Linked DNA regions of Mus musculus: all the other regions are linked to region 3. The links are chromatin contacts, called in public promoter capture Hi-C maps. All regions are on one chromosome and are shown on one strand. Each heading gives the region's core, a stretch centred on a gene start, on an enhancer-like site or on the middle of the called end of the contact. The rest is flanking DNA. Distances are from core to core; before and after follow the strand shown.

Region 1 (2,860 bases), core at 69-2,568, 550 kb after region 3:
TTGTGCTTTGAAAAGAAACCAAAATTCCAGAATCGTCACCGCAGGCCATCCCAATGTGTTCAGCTGTCAAGGCCTTTTACAGTTCTTAAACTCCTTTCCACGCCCCTGTGGACAGCTCTGGGCCCTGGTCCCTCCCACTGTCTGCTTCCTGTCCTTGTCTCTCTATGCTCCAGAGACTGCCTTCTCTCCTCAGCTCCAACACCACCCAAACATCCCCTCCAGCTAGTTGTGCCCTTTCCTTCATGGTCCCCGCCCCATCCATCCCCCCCACTCTGTTCCCTCCCCCTTCACCAACTACTCTGAATATGACCACAACCCACACAGGGCTGGCTGTTCATCTCTGTGTCGCAGATCCCAACTTAGTTAGAGGCAGAAGATGGTGGTTGGGAATGAGGAAACCAGAGCCATTCGGCCATGCAACACACCATCCTTCCATATCCAGATTACTTCCCCCATTTGCACCCCAAAGGCAGCCATATCCTTTTCCTCACCCTATCCTTCCCCACAGGCCCAGCGCTGCCATTCAGTTTTTGGGTCAGCTATACGTAGGTCCTTGCACCCATGTGCCTTCCTTCTGCGCCACAAACTGCTGCAGCCACGCCCACCACGCACATCATTTCATTGTCCAGCCTTAGACCACCACAGGGCCTTTGCTCTGGCTGTGCTTAGCGTGTGCACCTCAGCGCATGCGCACCTCAGCCCTTCGACCATCACTGTGCTCTTTCATGGGACATCTGCCCCGTGTCTCTTGGACTCTGTTTACACAGTTGTGCGTTGCTGTCTCCTTCCAGCCTGAGGATCTTCAAAGGAGGGGTGAACCGAAACATAGTCGAACCTCAGGAACCAAAGTTACCCAGTGTCAAAGGAGTAACTGTGGACTAATATGAGGTGTGCTTGCCCTCACAGCCTGCTGTTGTTTACACGGCCGGAAGCTGAGGCTCAGAAAGGTCCAGTGACTGCCTCCCTTTCCAGGACCACACGGTCAGAGCAGCAGACAGCAGAAACCATACTCTCTGCCCCAGCTCCTCCTACCCACCCCGTCTTGGGGCCAGCATCCCAAGACCACATCACACAAGAGCCCCATGGACATGCAGACCACACAAGCGCTTCAGACACCACACCCATGGCGAGAGGCCCACAGCACAGGTTCCAGCCTTGCCTGGGCAGAATTCTTTTTTTTTTTTTTTTTTAATTGAAAAGAAATCCTGTTCGTGCTCAGGCACATGGCTGGTGCCCTCAGGAATCCCTCTCGCACACCCATATCCACTCACAAACCTGCAGGCTGACACCCCAAGTGGCAAGCTCTGGTACTAACGGGGACAGGACACCATAGGCCTGGGTTGCTATGACAACAGACAGCTCCACATCTTGGCTATGAACACTGCTGGCCACATGGAAACAAGGGAGCCAGGTAGTGTGTCATTGCAGCTGATGGTAAGGAAGAATAGTCCCTAGGGCAGTCCCCAAGGCCACAGGGCATCTCTCTCTGCTCTCACTTGGCAGTCCCTATTTTTGTGTATGTGCTGGGTGTGCAGACTGTTACACATCTTGCAGTGTCATCCTGATGGCGTCCTTGCCAGATGAGTACTGTGGAGAACCACGTTTCCAGATGGTGAGACTGATGATGAAGCCTTGCTTGGGGTGACACAGTGGGTTGCCAGTGGTCTGTTGGGCCATGGAGAGTCCTCTTCCCATTATCTGCCCCGCATAGGAACCTGGATGTCTCATCCAGGGTCACGCTGCCTTCCTTCCACGCCATCACTCTGTGTACCCCATTCAACCAAGAGTAGCCAGGGTAGGGTAGCTCTGCCCTGTAAGCTCCCCATCCTGAGCGTCCGAGCGAGGGAAGGCTGTCGGAGCTGCTGTGGGAAAGACCAAAGATGAGGAGACTGCTGGCTCGGCTGACTTTGCAAAAAAATTTAATTTAATTTAAAAATATTCTTTGAGTTGCAACTAGTGTGCACGTGTGAATGTGTGTGTCTGTCTCTGTCTGTGTCTCTGTCTGTGTGTATCTATGTGTACCCATACACACACAAGCGAAGGAAGTTACTAGCTTCAGGCACAGTTGGATCCAGGCCTCTGGCCCCATGCATCTTTTTTTCTGGCTGTTGTCTGTGTTTGGACCAGCTTGCCTGCCCTGTGTAGTCCTCACATCCCCAGGCTCACAAGTCATTGGCTCAGGGCCACACAAAGCAAGATTGAATAATTGGGAAGTCCAAATGTAAGGAGTTCCAGCTAGGACCTCTGGGAAGTCTTGAGAATCAGTGGCCACTTAGAAACAGTGTGGTGTGGCTCCTCTGTGCTGAACACCGTCACCTTTGAGACATGGGGACTATGCTGTCCCTTACTGTGTAAATCCTGAGCATGTCACAAGTACTGACTCAGGAAAGCCTGTAGCAGCTCCATCCCAAGAGCTGGGAAACAGAGCTCTTGGGAAGGGCTACCTCTGACACGTCAGGACATTTCCCAAAATTAGTTGGTACAGAAGTTGACACAGGTGGCAACTTGCAGGAAGTCACAAGGTGAGCACTTGCCCGGACACATTGGAATCCAGGAACTGCTGTGGCTCTAAGGATTCCCTCTGCAGGGAAGGGCCTTTGGGAGCTTGCCTTCTAGGTCTGACCCTTATGTGGCCTATCTATAAAGCTAGAGACATGCCTGTTCTCATCTGTCTATTGTAGCAGGACACCCCTGAGCAACGGGATCCCTGGGTCGGGGGACCCTGCAGCCCCTCAGAACTTGGAGTGATGGAGTGATGTCACTAACAGTAGCTATACTTATCTGATGGGCCCCAAGATGTGGCTAGAGTGGACAAACGTCTACATTTTATTATTTTTAATTAATCAAAATGTAAATAGCC
Region 2 (2,924 bases), core at 256-2,755, 860 kb after region 3:
AACCGCTGAGCCATCTCTCCAGCCCTCCAAAGATTCACTTTTAAAAGATCATTTGATGAAAAGCCAGGGAGTATGGGGTGTGGGGTGTGGAAGGCCTTCAGGAAAAGGCTTGCATGTGGCGATGTGCTTTTCCTGCCCTCCCCATGAGGTTCCTAGCCATTAGTAGCAGATGTAATAATGGTGACAGAGCTCAGATAAAACAAAAAGAATGGAGAAATGCCAAGGCTCAAATAAAAATGAGGCTTGATATATTTCCAGAATGAAAAAATATTTAATAAAATCAGGGTCAAGAGAAAGTCCCTATACCACTTGTCTTCCTCCCTCACTTCTGGTCAGACCAAGGGCGCCTGCATCGGAAGCTATCTGACCTCAAGTCAGGCACACTGTGTCTTCAGGGCTTCTCAGGATGCTTCTTTATAAGGTCAAACCACACAGGTCAGGGAAGACCCAGGTACAGGCTGGGGAGCCCCACAGGTATAGGGCTGAGGGAGCCCAGTAGGTACCGGCCAACAGAGTATCACAGGATCCAGAGGTCCAACAGCCAAGGAGGCCCACATCAGGGAGCCTGTGTCTGTGCAATTCCTTCCAGACAGCGTGTGCACCCCGGGCCTCACTCTTGAAGGAGCTTGTGCTTGACTGTAGAGCTTTCTGAGCAGAGGTGGACAAAAAGGGTGCCAGCAGCAGTGCGAGCCCGCAGCTCCTGGAGCTCATAGTCGTGGGCCCACTCAATGTTGCCCCACTTCTGGATCTAAGGAGAGGTAAAAACAAGCTTCTAGGTGAGTAGTCTTGCCTGGTAACCCGAGTTACATTCCATTCTCATCACTGGGCTACAGGTGGTGAGCCACGATCCTACCAAACATCTAAGACCTAGGTGGGTAATCTGGCAATAACGCCAGGAAGCGGGGGCTGGCTTTTTTGCTCTTTGGGGCTGGAACATATCCCAGCTTAGGGGCTGCCCATTGTGATCCTTGATCTCACATTAAGACCAGGCTGCCAGCATGAAGCAGCCTGGAAACTATCATCTTCTATGAGTTGTATATCTCATTGTCCTTCAAGGCTATAGGCACTACTATGGGGATGCAGTAAATAAATGAAGCCAGACCACAGGCAACTTTGTTCTGACCCCTAAGGAGCAGCAGAACAGCAGTGATTCTCTGCAGCACACAGGAAGCCAGCTGTAGATCCTCTCAGAATTGTAACAAGAGGGAAAAGCTCCGAACCCACCGTGGTTGCAGACATGAGTATTCCAAACCCACTCTGCTAGCCTCTCCCTGAAGGAGGCCAGCAGTCCTGGCCAGATCACCAGGGAATAAAAAAATATTTCAGGCCATACAAGCTACCTGAATTTCTGGTTGCTTGGTCTCGGTTTGCATAACTGAAATACATTATCTGAGATAAATGACCTTCATTTCAGGTCATTCCTCATTTTGTGCAGGATCAAACCCAAAGTTCAGAGGGTCACCTGGCTTGAATTCCGTAGCCAAAAGCAGAGTCCAAACCAGAGGCCAGATTTCCTGGTTTTGTACCAACCTTATAGTCCTAACAGCTGACATCAGCCCTTCTCATGAAGTGGCCTGACATCAGTAAATGGCTCTCCTCTGCTGTATAGAAATAGGTTGCCCCTGGCATTTTTCCAAGCAAAACATTAAATATTCCGAAAAGATTTTTAATCCCAAAGAAACCAACTCCTAATAACATTCACCTTCTGACCCTCAGGACCATAAGAAACACTAAGTTCTTAGTGTTAATGATGCAAACAATGGGCTGGGGAGATGGCTTAGCACTTGCTGCACAAGGATGAAGATCCAAGTTCAGACCCAATAACCACATAAAAGCCAAGTGGGTATAGCAGCCTACCTATAGCCCTAGCTCTCCAGAGGCAGAGACAGGGACTCTCCAGAACAACTTAACTAGCCAAATTGGTGAACTCTGGGTTCAAGCAAGAGGCTCTGCCTCAATACTAGGGTAGAGAATAATTGAGGAAGATACATCTTGTGAGTCTCTACCAGAATGTACACACATGTATCTTGGTTTTTTTTCAAGACAGGGGTTTTCTGCATACATGTATCTTTACCTGCATATGCACCACATAAATGTGAACACATACAGAGAGAGTGAGAGAAGAGAGAATAAAAATAATGAAAAAATGAAAGTACAAACAAAAGCCAGGCACCGTGGCACACATTTGTGATCTCCGGAGGCAAAGGCAAGAGCATATTCAGACGTTCCAGGCCAGGCTAGTGTACAGATTGAGTTTCAGACAAGTCAGGACTATATAGCAAGGCTTGTCTCAGAAAAGCCAAAATAAAATAAAAATGTAAATAAGCCAGCCACTGTGACATATACCCATAATCCCAGCATCCGAGAGGCTGAGGCAGGAAGATCAGAAGTTCATGATTAGGCTCAGATACACAATGAGCTCAAGGTTGGTCTAGACTACATGGGACTCTCTCTCAACAAAGCAAAACAAAGACAAGCCAAAAATAAAACCGTGACCAGCAGCATGGAAAACCTTAGTTTTCCTGCCCACTAAATCAAACATGTGTGCAAGTAGCAGCTACTCCTTGACTCCTCTGCCATCCAGGAGAAATATCAGGAGCACAAAGCAGGGCAGATGAGGCCCAAATACCTTCATCTGGCCGTGAGCCTCCAAGTGCACAGTGGTGGCCTTAGCCCTAGTAACACAGACACAAACCTCAGTATAACTAGTATAATCTAACACTACAGTTTATTCTTTTATAAAATGTGGGTAAATACAAGTCCTACCCAATCAAGCTGTTGAAGAGGAGTTGGGGGGCGAGGAGAGTACTGAACAACTCTGAACCCTTTCACATGCATGGGTATGTGTGTGTGTGGTGCTGATGATGGAACCCAGGGCCCAGAGCATACTAGGCTAGCATACTCTAGCATATAGTGAGCCATAC
Region 3 (2,743 bases), core at 12-2,511:
CAGAACTCTATTGCTTGGGTTTGGAAAATCCATCCAGATGAGTAACTGCCAATCCGTCTTTGACAGTGATGCAAGCTTGTTCACGTCTTGAAGCCACATCCTTCCTGTCTCCAGTGTCACAGTGACCCCTATATATTTATCTCATTTCCCCTTTATTTGTACCCAAGGCTGCTATCTGGGTGAGTACAATGTCATGGAGCAGAGTGGATAAAAGGTCCAGGGTATTTTTAATGGCATGATTTATCTTAGTCAATAGACAAGGAATTTCTTTTAGACTCATCTAACATTAAGGTATTTCTGGGATGTTCTGTTTGCTGTTACGTGGTTCATGCATGTTAGGGAGGTGTGTGTGCGCGTGAGCGCTCACAGAAGAAGCAATTATAGCTCCCTAGGACTTAAACAGCATCTACTCAGGGTGGCAGAGGGTGGACTGCCTGTGAGGGGGGGAATGTGCTGGAAGCCCAGGGGGCAGCTAATGTAAAGAGCAAATCTGTTGTGGCAGGTCTTAGCAGCAGGGGGCAGAGGGCTGAGAACTCCTGGGAAAGACTAGGAACTGAGGGGTCAAAAGTCTAGGAGGATCTGTGGAGCTGGGGCAGCAGTCAGCAAGAACACTAGAGATGACAGAAAGATGTGAGGTGCGGCAGGAGACAGGGAGAGGAGATGCAAGAGTGGACACGAGACAGGTACATCGAGCTTGGGGCACCTTCAATGTCATCTTGCTGTCACATGAATATCAATTCGGAGGCCATCACCACCTTTCAGGCACTTTCCTCTACCATCTATGGCTTCAGTCTGAGAAAGCCACTTAGTGTCTCTACCACTCAGCAGAAGGAACCTACACACCTCAGTGGAGAAACTAGATGAGAAGAGTAAAAAGAATCAGGGCAGCATCTAGGCCCAGAGTTCTGACTAAATGTGAATCACGATGCTCGTTATAGATGTGAGATGTTAAAGAGCCGTTAAAGCGATGTACGCATGTAGTCTTCCTCTTTATATGCACACAATTCCACCTGATCGGGTTCTGTCTGTCAGTGGGAAATAGAGGAACACTGAAGGGTTAGCTGTCAGCCCGTCTGGGCTGTGAGTCCTCACCTTGGTGCTCTGGGGTTATTATAGCTTATTTTCTCCTGGCTTCCTCCTTCCTTTGAAAATAAAAGCAAGAAACCAGGGCTTTCCATTAAAAGAAATCGGGAAGCAATCTCTTCTGCTTTCTCAGTGTCTGAAGGAGGAAGCTGAGGTTGAGAAACAGTGAAGGCTGTGCCCAGGTCCTAGCCTCGTCACCATGGGTTCTGGTCAGACACGAGTCCTGGTGACTTTGTATATGCGTGTTCTCTGTATACCACATCTGATTGTGTTAATGGCTTTCTTATTTTTATCTCTACAGAGGAACTTTTCTTCCATGGCTCAGGACATACGTCTGGATCAAGCTAAGAGAACTTTCTGGTAAACATTTGGCTTACTCAGTTCTTACTAAGTCAGAGATGGTGATTCATTAAAAACCTGTACCAATCTATGGGGTACCCTTAGAGGTTTCAATATTAGCATCTAGTTTCCTGTGTTTCTGATAACTTCGTTTTCTGGAAGTGGAGACTTTTAATACCATTCTTCTTTACTCCCATGGGGTTTTCATTCCTGCACTGCCAGTGTGGACCTAAGCCCCGAGACCCTCGAAAGGGCTGCTGCTGAAGATGACGAGTGTCCGTTGCAAGCTGGCTCAGTATCTAGAGGACCTTGAAGATGTGGACCTCAAGAAATTCAAAATGCATTTGGAAGATTACCCGCCCGAGAAAGGCTGTATCCCAGTCCCCAGGGGCCAGATGGAGAAGGCAGATCACTTGGATCTAGCCACACTCATGATTGACTTCAATGGCGAGGAGAAGGCCTGGGCCATGGCTGTGTGGATCTTTGCTGCGATCAACAGGCGAGACCTCTGGGAAAAAGCTAAGAAGGACCAGCCAGAGTGGAGTGAGTAAACAGAAGGGTTTTTGGTTTTGTTTGTTTGTTTGTTTGTTTCTTACAGTAAGGTACACGTGACATAAAAGGTGGAATTTTAGTAATTTTACATATATGGCTTAGCAACAAGAAAACATATGGTTGTGCAACCAACTTCTCATCTTGCACAACTGAAGCTCCCAACACACTAGATGATAAGTCCCCATTACCTAACCCCATCTCCTAGCAACCACCGCTGTTTTCTGTCCCTGTGAACTTTACCTCTATGGATTCCTCGTGCAGGTAGATTCATGGAGGGCTTGTTTCTTTTGGCTGGCTTACTTCACTTAGCATAATGTGTTCAGGTACATCAGAATTTCCTTCTTAAAAAAGGTTAATGTTGAATATTCATGTGTGTCTATTACATTGTGCTTGTCTCATCTGTGCATATCCATTTGCTATGGATAACTATGTCTATTCAACATCTTCAGTTCTCTGGTTTTGAGTTCGAGTCTCAAGTATCCCAGGCTGGCTCCAAACACAGAATCCTCTTTTCTCTGACCATGGGTTTTCCTTCTCTCCTGCAGGGGTACGGGAGGGTGAGGGTCAGAGGGAGGGGAGCAGTGTGGTTTTCTTAATTCTGTAAAAACTCCGGTCTCAGTCTTCACTCACTCGCAGGTGACTGTTGTGGCTGGTTCCAACCTCGTGAGTTGGCTCAGTGCTGAGGTCCTCCTCTGGTTCCCCAACCAGCTCATAGCAGATGCTCGTCTGCTCTAAACCAGGGAAGCAGCAGAAGGGATTTGGAATAAAC

What was found. Promoter capture Hi-C pulls out the DNA fragments that hold promoters and counts their contacts.
Region 1: a contact with region 3 is called in a promoter capture Hi-C map of the HPC-7 cell line, with 5 times the contacts expected there. The contact joins the enhancer-like site here to the promoter of Nlrp3 in region 3. A contact is called at or near these places in 8 of 39 promoter capture datasets (the 3T3-L1 cell line, the C10 cell line, the HPC-7 cell line and 3 more), 2 of 484 Hi-C or Micro-C datasets (the N1E-115 cell line and embryonic stem cells) and 1 of 115 datasets of contacts at active chromatin or transcription factors (bone marrow-derived dendritic cells).
Region 2: a contact with region 3 is called in a promoter capture Hi-C map of liver, with 2.5 times the contacts expected there. The contact joins the enhancer-like site here to the promoter of Nlrp3 in region 3. A contact is called at or near these places in 3 of 39 promoter capture datasets (liver and pre-B cells), 1 of 484 Hi-C or Micro-C datasets (the G1E-ER4 cell line) and 1 of 9 other capture datasets (liver).

Annotation. Positions count from the first base shown.
Region 1 is chr11:60,087,828-60,090,687 of GRCm38.p6, forward strand. No RefSeq gene overlaps it. Among named protein-coding and RNA genes, the nearest start is that of Rai1, 16 kb to the right of the region's middle. Within about 2 kb of position 1,319, at least 48 of the 459 cell types and tissues checked have an H3K27ac peak or open chromatin away from gene starts, as enhancers often do. A contact at or near this core is called in the HPC-7 cell line, where this site is marked.
Region 2 is chr11:60,400,791-60,403,714 of GRCm38.p6, forward strand. Atpaf2 (ATP synthase mitochondrial F1 complex assembly factor 2) reads right to left here. Exons shown (of 8, transcript NM_145427.3): 8 at 1-748. The coding sequence ends at 611. Among named protein-coding and RNA genes, the nearest start is that of Atpaf2, 15 kb to the right of the region's middle. Within about 2 kb of position 1,506, at least 4 of the 459 cell types and tissues checked have an H3K27ac peak or open chromatin away from gene starts, as enhancers often do. A contact at or near this core is called in liver, where this site is marked.
Region 3 is chr11:59,541,425-59,544,167 of GRCm38.p6, forward strand. It overlaps Nlrp3 (NLR family, pyrin domain containing 3), which reads left to right and starts at 1,262. Exons shown (of 10, transcript NM_145827.4): 1 at 1,262-1,443; 2 at 1,645-1,965. The coding sequence starts at 1,689.